Linked DNA regions of Mus musculus: region 2 is linked to region 1. Evidence: chromatin contacts called from public HiChIP or PLAC-seq data. All regions are on one chromosome and are shown on one strand. Each heading gives the region's core, a stretch centred on a gene start, on an enhancer-like site or on the middle of the called end of the contact. The rest is flanking DNA. Distances are from core to core; before and after follow the strand shown. Region 1 holds the start of Calcb (calcitonin-related polypeptide, beta). Region 2 has its middle 4.4 kb from the start of Psma1.

Region 1 (5,139 bases), core at 1,720-4,219:
TGCCTAGCTCCCCTGAAACTAAGGCTCTTTCCTAGGCCCTGGCCACTCATAAGCTTCAGAGGTTGACCAGAGCAATGATCACTGCAACTCTGATTCTTCTAGGAAAATTAGTGAGATGTAAGGAATGTGCTCATTCCAGTCTTCAGGAGCAGGTAATGAACTGCTATCTAAAGGCTCCAGAAGGCTCCCTTCCTGCCTCTGACTTCAGTTCTTGCCCTTTCCACTCTGGGCCACTGATTCTCCGACACACTAAAGCTGCTGTTGCCAGTTTGCAGAGAAATGCACACGCAACAGATTTTTTTTTTTAAAAAAAGGACCAAGAGAGGAAATTAGGAAGGACTCAGAAGGCTCCAGTAGCATCCTGGACACTTCAAACCAAAAGCAATGGACCTTCTGCAAGCAACCTGCTGTGTTCTTGTCTTGTCATGGTGTTTCAGGCCTGGAGTCCATACCAGAGATGGCAGGAACGTTGTTCAGATCCTGTTGCTCAGATCCTGCACCTACATGCCCAGAACCCTATTTAGATCCCATGCCACTTAGATCTGGGACTGTCCAGACTGCAGGCAGGGAAGACATGTCAAGCAGCACTAAACACCAGGGGCTAATCTTACGGCAGTCAGCAGGTTAAACTAGGCAGGGGGACTAGAAGTTGGGGCAGGAGATGGTAGAGGTAGAGTTCTCACAAATTCCATTGGGAAGGCTCAGAGTTGCAGTAAGCCAGGACAGTGTGGAGAAGGGCAAAGAAAATTGGTGACTCTTTCTGGCATTCCATGTGTTGTTTGTCTTTCATGCTGCCAGGGATTGGGGTGGGGGGGGGGGGACGGTGGATCAGGGTGTAGGTCAACATATTGCTTTTCTTTGGAACCAGGCCAGAGTTGGTCTCTTTCAGGGCTAGGAGCACATGGGCCCTGTAACAATGTAACATGGGACCCTGTAACAATGTGTACACATCTATGAATGCCCCGACCTACCTCAGACTCTGTGCTACCTGTCCCAGACCCCTTCTACCCCAACAACTTTTCCTTGTAAGTGTGGAATGAAGGCTCCTTGACAGTTGAAAGAGCAGCAAATGTTGGAAGCTGTTAAAGCTTCCTGAAATTCTAGTCCATCCTCTGGCACCACACTTACCAGTCCTACCTCAGCAGGTTCAGCGATGTTGATGTTTCCCCATCAGTGCAATCCAAATCCCTTCTACATCTCCTCATTTCTTTTCCCAAGAGTTTTCAGGAGAAACAACATTGTAATGTGTCTAACAACTATGAGCCCCTCTGGTGGTACTGGAAGCTCTGTGGGAGGCTAGGACTCACGTTTAGTTCCTTGGACTGCTGGCCACTGTCTCTCGACCTCTCTGGAATAAGTCCTCCTACATGTGGGGGTCAGATGGGGAGGAGACTTACCGGGAGCCCTTAGTCTCTTGCTCCTCCTGTTCCAGCTTCCTGGCCTTCATCTGCTCATAGTCCTGCATCAGTGCAGCAAGCAAGAGATGTTTTTCCTGGTCGCCGAGGGTGCCCAGGTCTAGGCTGCTCTCCAAAGCGGACCTGTGGAGGTAGCAAAGCCAGTGCAGGTTCTGATTCCCTGCCTATCTCCTCCCCAAATAAGAAACCAAGCTTCCTAGCCCTTGCTTCTTCCCTAGGGGCGTAGCGGTCTGGTCATTAGGCCAGTTCCCACATGAGGGCGCTGAATTACCAATAACCAAGTAGGGCTACAGAGCCGCAGAGTTGACACACCCCAGGGGCAGCCGGAGGAGAGCCAGACTGCACTTCTGATTCAGGTTAATTTACCTGAAAGGGGCAGCCTGGAGGCTGCTGGCCAGGCACAGGACCCATATGCTGCTGAGAGCCAGAAAAGGAAAGAACTTCCAAAAGTCCATGATGTCTCTGTAAGAAGAGAAGAATGGTCCAATTGCTCAGGACTATAGACCCAGGTTCTATTTCTCCTACCACACTGCAGCTCTCAAAACGTGCAGTAGATGCAGTGTGGTGAGTGGCTTGATAGAGCAGAAACGAGTGGGGGAGAGTAGATGTGGTTTGCAGTTTCTGCTCGGTTTAAGAACAAGGAGGAGCTACCGGCACTCATTTGCCCCCAGCTTGCAGGAGAACACACGTGCCGCGCCCCTTTGGCTCTCATCTGTGAAGAAACCAAAAACCACCCAGAGATCCCTGCGCCTTGCTGTCCCGCTGCTAAGGATTTCTAACAGGTTGAAATTATTATAATCACCCTTTCTGAGAGGTTGCCCTGGGGAAGAAAGTTAACTTGGAACTAATCCCCCTCTCTCCATCTGCAGAGTTGGGAGATTTTTTTTTTTAAACTACCTCAGAACCGCAGATGAGGACTCCTCCTCCCCACAGCGAAGCGAGACCCACCTGCTTGCTGATAACCCCAGGAGGCTAAAGGCTGGAAACATCTGAGAGAAAAGATCAGTGCTCCCCAATCCCGAATCCAAGGAACTCTTTAACCTAAAACTGGTTAGGATGCGGCAAGACCACCTTCCCTCAAGGAGGGGGCACAGACGCGCCTAGATAGGGTCGCCCAGCTTCCAGTGCTGCTGAGTAGTCGTAGGGGTCCCACTTACTTTAGTTAAAAGAAAATGTCAAGACTGTACTTTCTGACAATGGCTGCAGGAAGGCGGAAATGTATGTGGAATGATAAGGAACCAGGACAGCAAAGGGATCCAAGTAGAGTGGGGTGTGGTGGCTTGCGCCTGTAATCCGCATCCTTAGGATGCTGAGAAAGGAGAACCTTAGCGTTTGAGACGAACCAACTTGAGCTATATAGTGGGTGCCAGGCCAACTTAGACTACAGTGTGAAATACTGCATTAAAAAGAGCAACCAAAAGGAAACAAACTAAAGGAGAGAGAGCTGTAGGCGTTGAGAAGTTAAGTTTCTCACCTGCTAGCCCGTGTTGGAACAGCGAGAGTGAAGTGTCCACTGCAGAAGAGCACACACACACGGCTGTAGGCGTCTTGTCCCCAGAGCCGTGGTCTCTTATTCTCGATCTTGAGGGTGTGGGGGGTCCGCAGTAGCTCTTCCACCAATCAGAGCTCTGACCGAGCTTCCATAACGTCATAGCTGGAGCTACTTACACTTCTGCAGGAGGGAGGCAGCAGTCCACTCCCTGTCTTTGAGGTCATTGCTGAGGAACCGGGTAGGAGTGGGAGTGGGGGTGGGGTAAGGATACAGAGAGGGTGAATTCGTCCAGAATGTGAGCAAACCTGAGTTTGACATCACGACCTCTTTAATACCTGAACTCCAGCCTACAACCTTTTGCTGCCCACTCCAATGGGGACCTGAACCTCGTAGCTGGACTCCCACGCAGGCTGAGTAGCACTCCCAGGTTCTAAAAGGACTTCAGTAGATACATCCACGATGATGACTGTCACAGGAAGAAGCGGGTCCTTGGATACATTAGGGTACTTCTGTCATACCTGTCCCAAATGGGCACTCTAGCAGTGCGTGCTTCCCATCACCTAATAAGGATAGAAACTAGAGAGTATTGTGGAGCAGCAGGCTAACAGACTGCACAGGGAACTGGGCTTTCTCCTCCTGTACCAGACCTTCCAAATCCTGCGCTATGGTTTTTACATCCCTCCCCCGCCCCCATTCAAATCCCCAGACCTCACACTGCTGTAGCAGTGTAGATTAAAGCACTTCCAAGCATCCCTGGCGGGTTTGCCTAGCAGGAGGCTGGCGCTCAGATGGCAGTTCCCTTCCCCTCCCCTGCATCTCCACCACCCCACTCTGCAGAGCTTGAGAGCTGAGCCAGGGTCCTGCACAGGCCACCTGAGCAACCCAGGGGTCAGCAGGGAACTTTCACACTCACTCAGCTGCTGGTTAAGCATCCATAGGTTCAGGCATCCGACAGCTGGCAGGTGACCTTTGGCATTAACACACCGTGTCACTGAGGAATACTCGGTTCACTTGCCTTCAGCAGAAGACTGTGTGCACGCACTAACCCAAATCAGTTGAGCTTTGGCCAAAAATAATCTCACATTTCTGCTTTCAGAATCAGGCATGAATTATGTGCACTGGGATAGGCACATCACCACTCTGGCCTAACCATGGGCATCACAAGTGCCCACCCAAGAAAAAGAACTGAGTATCTCCTGTTTTCCACGTCGCCCATTCTTCCAGGTGTGAGGAGAAGATACGCGGTGCTCAGCTACTAGAAAGTGAACTGACATCATTCCCAAGGCTTCAGGCTTTCCCTCTCCGCTGCTTGGTTGCAGCACAAGGACTCTCCAAGTGCCCAGCTTGCTGGGGGTTCCAGTAATGTGTGGAAAAGGCTATACCTGTGGCTTGGGAGATCCACACCTGGCCCTCAGTTTCTGAGAATCAGAAAGGAACTCAGTGTGTTTACTCAGGTCCTCTGAGTCACTTTTCTGATTCAGGTCCTAGTTGTTGGAGCAAGGGCAGATGATACCACCCTCCCTCAATTAAAAAAAAAACCCCAACTGGGAAACTCCCGCTGGCCTCCAGTCCTCAATGTGGTGAGGAGGATGGGAGGCAGTTTCCCCAGGAACCTAGATGTAGATCAAAGTTGCCCCCAGCAGAGGCATAGGATGGCTTTGTAATGATTTTTTTTTTGGTAATTGGTAGGGCACCCAACCAATGCTCTCTAGAGGAATTTCTTCATGAAAACAAGGTCCTTCTCCATCTAGATTGTGAGTTCACTTTTGGATGGAAGGAAAATCATGGGAATGACCTTTTTTGGTTTGAGGGTCTTCTCTCCAAAAGTCCTACAAATAATAGGGTGACATCTGTGTCCCTCTTCTGGATTTGGGACTTGAAAAGTGCCTGTAGAATGTAAAGGTGAATCTGTGAGGTGAAAAGTACCCGAATCCCCATACTTCTGTCACTGTCATTGGGGTCTGGCAAAGCTGTGATGTAGTAATTGCAAGCATCATTTTCCATGGGCACTCGGCCATCATTAAAAGGGAGAGAGTAGATGAAGATAGCCCCACTTCCAGCTTTCCAGTCTGACCCAGCCATCAGTAACATGCATGAGGAAGCAAGAAGTAAGAAGAGGGATAAAGCAGGAATCTTGATACGGTCTGCTGAGAAAACCTCAGAATATTTATTTATTTATTTGGGAGAACACAGAACCTTGAGAGTAGACCATATATATATATATATATATAT
Region 2 (5,139 bases), core at 683-3,182, 440 kb after region 1:
AGTAGAAATAACATCAAAAAAGAGGCAGCACCAGAGCCATCCACAATAATACCCAGCCATGTTGTTATTTATTGTCTTAACAACTGGTATCCCAATTGGGGTGACAGGAAATCTCAATGTGACTTGAATTTGCATTTCTGATTAGAGTAAGATTGACTATCTATTTCTTGTGTTTATCATTTGTGCTTCACCTCTGAGGTATTTGTTCATCTTATTAGCTCATTTATTATCTTACTACGTTTGACGTCTTTGTGTGTTCTAAATGTTAATCCTGTCAAAAGCATAGCTAGCAAAGACTTCCTCCCATCCTGCAAGCTGTCCCTTCATTTCATTGTTTTTTTCCTATGCAGAAGCTTTTTAATTTTGTGAGAGCCCGTTGTCAAGCGTTGCTACTATCCTCGGAAAAACGGAGCCCTTGCCTGCGCCTGCGCCTTAAGGTGGTTTTCTTACTTTTTTTAAAGGCAATGTTGGGGGTCAGCTTTTCAGACTTGCTCAAGCTAGATACACATTCTAGCACTGAGCTTCGATCTCCACAGACTATCTTCATTTAACAGGATTCAGCAATACACACTGAAGGCTCAGGGAGGCCAGAGAAGTTATAAAAGGCCTCAAAGCTTAGAAGTAGCTAAACTCAAATACAAACTTAGATCTACCATAATCAACCATAATTTTGGAGAACTCCAGCATACAGGTCTTATAACTCTTTTCTATTCTCACTCTAGTCTATGAAAATTACCCCCCACTTTAGGGTTCCCAGCTGTGATGGTTAATAGGTGAACACAAATACCCACCTTCTTTGCTTCTTGGCTGTGAGTACCCAGTGTCCAGCAGCCTCAAGTTTCCAGCCACAGTGGACTGCACCCTCCAACTGTGAGCCAAAAGAAATCCTTCCTTCCTTAAGTTGCTTTTGCCGGGTAGTTTGTTGCAGGAACCAGAAAAGTTAACTCACGCACCAGCTTAGACCTCCACACAGCTGCCCCCACTTATTTCATATGTGCACCCGGATGTCTGACATTCCAAACTCCAAATGTGAAAATAGTTCTAGAAGTATAACATAAACTCCATTTTGACAGATTTTTTTTTTCACACGAGAAAGAGAATCATGTCTCCTGCCCCCTGATGGAAATTTAAAACACTGTTGTATGTGGATCCAGGGTTATACTCATTGGTTGAGATGCCTGTGGAGGCCAGTAGAGGGCACTGGATTCCCTGAAACTTAACTTACAGGCTGTTGGGTACTAGGAACTGAACAAACCCAAGCAAGACCTCTGTAAGAGCAGCAAGTACCTTAGCCATCTCTTCAGGCCCTAGAAATTACCTTTACCCTAAAAGTCTGGCCTCGCTTACTAATGGCTTTAAAGGAATACTGCTTTGCTGGATTGGTTACCCTACAACATTTTTGTTGATCAATTTTTTAGCTCCTGGCTAAAGACATCATCAGCCAAAACCTGTATTTACTGTTAGGGCTGTGGGAAGCAAAAGGGAGCCACAGGACCTGTCTGGGGATACCAGCTAAGTCTGTCTGACTTTCTTCCTTTATCATTTGTGTGCATATGTATATATGCATGTGGACTTTATAGACACCGCAGGAGCCAGTTCTCTTTCCACCATGTAAGTCCTAAGGAGCAAACTTAAGCTGTCCCTTCACGTGCTGAAACAGGGTTTCTCTGTGTAGCCCTGGCTGTCCTGTCTTGCCAGTTACATTTCACTGGGCACCGAGTTTGTGTGACACGTGCCATGTATATGCATATGCACGGTCTAGTTCTTGTCTCTCAGGGGTGAAGGTTTGATAGAAAGGGACAATCTGTAAACAAGTGAGGTTAAGAATGTGAGTGGTAAGATGGGAGTCTGCCTCGAGTTTGGCTGAGGATCCAAGGAAGTCAAATGCCAACTATTCCACCATAAAATGGAAAACCACCAAAAGCAGAAATTCTCAGTAACGGGGGAATGGGTGGAGACGAAGTCTTTTGCAATTCCTGACTATCTTCTACTCACTCCTAAGCTAGGGAGGAAATTTAGTTTAGAAGGGTTTTAGAGCAATTTTTTTGGATTGTTGTGAGTCAACAGCTTTTTCCTCAGCTATTCCTAGGGAAAGAAACTTCAAGGATTTAGTGTAATTTTGCTATATAACCATTGGGTCAGAGGCCACAGTGGACTGGTGCCAGGCTTACACTGAGGGATTTATATACCCAGTGCTCACATACTTTTCTCATGTACAGTCACTACTCTAGGAATACAAAAACAAAAACACAGCAAAACAAAAAACAAACAAACAAACAAAAAATGGTGAACAGAATGGACAAAACTCTGGGCCTTCACAGAGCCAAAGAGCTAGGGGGGATTTTGCTGATACACTGAAAAATGAGTCTGGGGTTTGGTCAAAGTCCATGGTTACTGAGATCTGAGGCAAAGTATTCCTCTGAGAGTGTTTCTTTGGATCATAATGTGCTATTGAAAAGGACCACATCAGGCAGGCGTGGTGGCGCACACCTTTAATCCCAGCACTCGGGAGGCAGAGGCAGGCGGATTTCTGAGTTCGAGGCCAGCCTGGTCTACAGAGGGAGTTCCAGGACAGCCAGGGCTACACAGAGAAACCCTGTTTCAAAAAAAACAGGACCACATCAAAGGACAAAAATATTCCATACAAAGAAGATGGCCACGGACCTGAAGTCCCTAGCGATGAGCTGATAGCCTGAAGGTACGTTTACCCATGTGTGCAAGGTTACCAGTGTGTTCTCACTGAAGCAAAGGGGGTCTCTGTAAAACCCGAGCGGTAACCAGGGTTAAGTTAACATCACTAGCTCAGGAATCAACCTTTAGTCACAGAACTGAAGCAGCTGACATTAAACCGTCTCCCTTCCTGTTTCACCTTTGAAGACAGCCTAGTTGGCCTGGACAGAGTGCACAGGGGAATACGCAGGTAGGGACATAATCACCCATTTGTTCAAGCTAGGGAAGCCAAGAAGCATCTCCTTTAATATTTTATCACCATGATGAATGTGTTAATTACTGGTCTCACATTAGTAATGGACTAGTTAGCCTCAGTCAATTTGTTGGCTTTTTTTTTTTTTAACTTGATAGACCAAAAATGTCATGAGATTTCTAAGATAGTTCATTCGAAAGCAGGGAAGAAGTCCACACTGGGTTTGTTTCCACCATGCAGAGGGAACAAACTCACTTGTATGTGGCACCAGCTCTGTCTCATTTCTTCAGCATATACAGATCACCACAGACATTTGCAAGTCCTCACGAAAAAAAAAAATTCAACTTTGCTTTTATTTAGAAGTTACTCTTATATGGTTGCCATTGGGCTGGAAAGACAGCTCAGCAGTTAAGAACATTGGCTGCTCTTCCAGAGAACTCAGGCTGTACTCCCAACACCCACATGGCAGCTTATAAACCTCTGTTAACTCCAGTAGAAAGGAAGCTGAAGCCCTCTCTGGCCTTCATCAACACTATATGCATATGGTACACATATGCATACATACATGCAAACGACCCACACATGAAAAATAAATAAAAATAAAATTATTTAAATAAAACTAAAAATCCTGACCTAGCTTACTAACATGGTTTGCTGAGCTGGCATTCCCACAAGATGTCTTTGTTGATCAATTTTTCAGCATCATTAGCCAAATCTTCAAAAACAGGTATAGAAGAACTAAAAATGTAACATGTGCTTTAGGACCTTAAGGAGAAACACAGAGACAGAGAGAGACAGAAAGAGAGTGCCAGAACGGCCTGCCTCTTCTCTTGGCCTGTAAGTGGAGCTTTGTGAATAAAGAAAGAATATCATATTATTTTCTGAGAAGATAGAAATCAAAAGGGCATTTTTAGGAATGATAGGTCCATTTTTAGTAGACTTTTCTTTTTTAAAAAGATTTATTATTTTTTATTTATATGAGTACACTGCAGCTGTCTTCAGACACACCAGAAAAGGGCATCAGATCCCATTACACATGGTTGTGAGCCACCATGTGGTTGTTGGGAATTGAACTCGGGACCTCTGAAAGAGCAGTCAGTGCTCTTAACTGCTGAACCATCTCTCCAGCCCTTCATTAGACTTTTCATTAATTTAATCAAGATTTAGTGAATACCATACGGTATCCCAAGCTCCCCAAGCTTTCTGCCAGATATGATGAATGCTTCAGTAAAAAATTTTAAAGTGAGCCAGTTGTGGTGGTACATACTTTTAGTCCTAGCACTCTGGAGACAGCTGGATTTCTAAGTTGGATGCTAGCCCAATCTATGCAGTAAGTACCAGACCAGACAAAGCTAAATAGTAGGATATTGTCTCAAAAGAAGATTTTAAGTTAAAACTTCCGATCTTCCCCTGCATAGTAGTGCACCCCTTTGTGCATACCATTAATCCCAGCACTCAGGAGGCAGAGGCAGGTAGATCTCTAAGTTTGAAGCCAGCCTGGTCTACAGAGCAAATTCCAGGACTGACAGGATTACACAGAGAAAAAATAAAACCAAAAATCCAAAAAAACTCACAAAACCAAAATTCCTATCCTTGACTGTTTATATGGTTTCCTGTTGTACATTTACAATAAACACAGACATACACACCAGCTTTTATGTGAGCCAGAATGAGGATTTTCTTTTCTTTGTTTCTAGAAAGATCTTTCCTTCGTAGGACCACAGTGGCATCATTATCATAACTACAAGCTAATGAGAAAACAACAAAAGCAAAATCAAGGGCAAATCATTAAGTAACTTCCTTAATCATTGGAGGAACAGTGAAGAAACACAAAAATATTATTACTAGTAATGAAAAGACAAAGCACACTCAAATTAGAGGATTTTTTTTTCTTTTTCTGCTCATCAGTTTGACAAGTTAGAAGGAATACACAATACCCATGGTGCTGCTGAAAGTATATACAAAGTGGCCTGTCAGTCACCACTGAATATAAGTTGATATTCCATCTTATAACTAACATATATTTATTGTAATTATAACTATCTTCCCTTTGACCTCACATGTTATAAATTCATCAAACACACAAAAGGTGTACACTAGAATAGTCATATTACTTTAATAACAGCAAAAACCTGCTAAGATCTCACCGATACTAGATTATTATATTTCCACATGATAGACTTCCATGCAACTACTAAAATTAATATAGGTCATTA

What was found. HiChIP or PLAC-seq counts read pairs in DNA pulled down with a chosen protein or histone mark.
Region 2: an H3K4me3 HiChIP or PLAC-seq map of bone marrow-derived macrophages shows a contact between it and region 1, with 7 times the contacts expected there. The contact joins the enhancer-like site here to the promoter of Calcb in region 1. A contact is called at or near these places in 18 of 39 promoter capture datasets (the 3T3-L1 cell line, cranial neural crest, embryonic stem cells and 7 more), 24 of 484 Hi-C or Micro-C datasets (B cells, the G1E-ER4 cell line, adipose-derived mesenchymal stem cells and 13 more), 20 of 115 datasets of contacts at active chromatin or transcription factors (bone marrow-derived dendritic cells, bone marrow-derived macrophages, embryonic forebrain and 10 more) and 2 of 9 other capture datasets (embryonic stem cells and macrophages).

The regions. Positions count from the first base shown.
Region 1 is chr7:114,716,473-114,721,611 of GRCm38.p6, reverse strand. It overlaps Calcb (calcitonin-related polypeptide, beta), which reads right to left and starts at 2,969. Exons shown (of 5, transcript NM_054084.2): 1 at 2,890-2,969; 2 at 1,782-1,877; 3 at 1,398-1,538. The coding sequence starts at 1,870.
Region 2 is chr7:114,277,909-114,283,047 of GRCm38.p6, reverse strand. No RefSeq gene overlaps it. Among named protein-coding and RNA genes, the nearest start is that of Psma1, 4.4 kb to the right of the region's middle. Within about 2 kb of position 1,932, at least 18 of the 459 cell types and tissues checked have an H3K27ac peak or open chromatin away from gene starts, as enhancers often do. A contact at or near this core is called in bone marrow-derived macrophages, stem cell-derived epiblast-like cells and trophoblast stem cells, where this site is marked.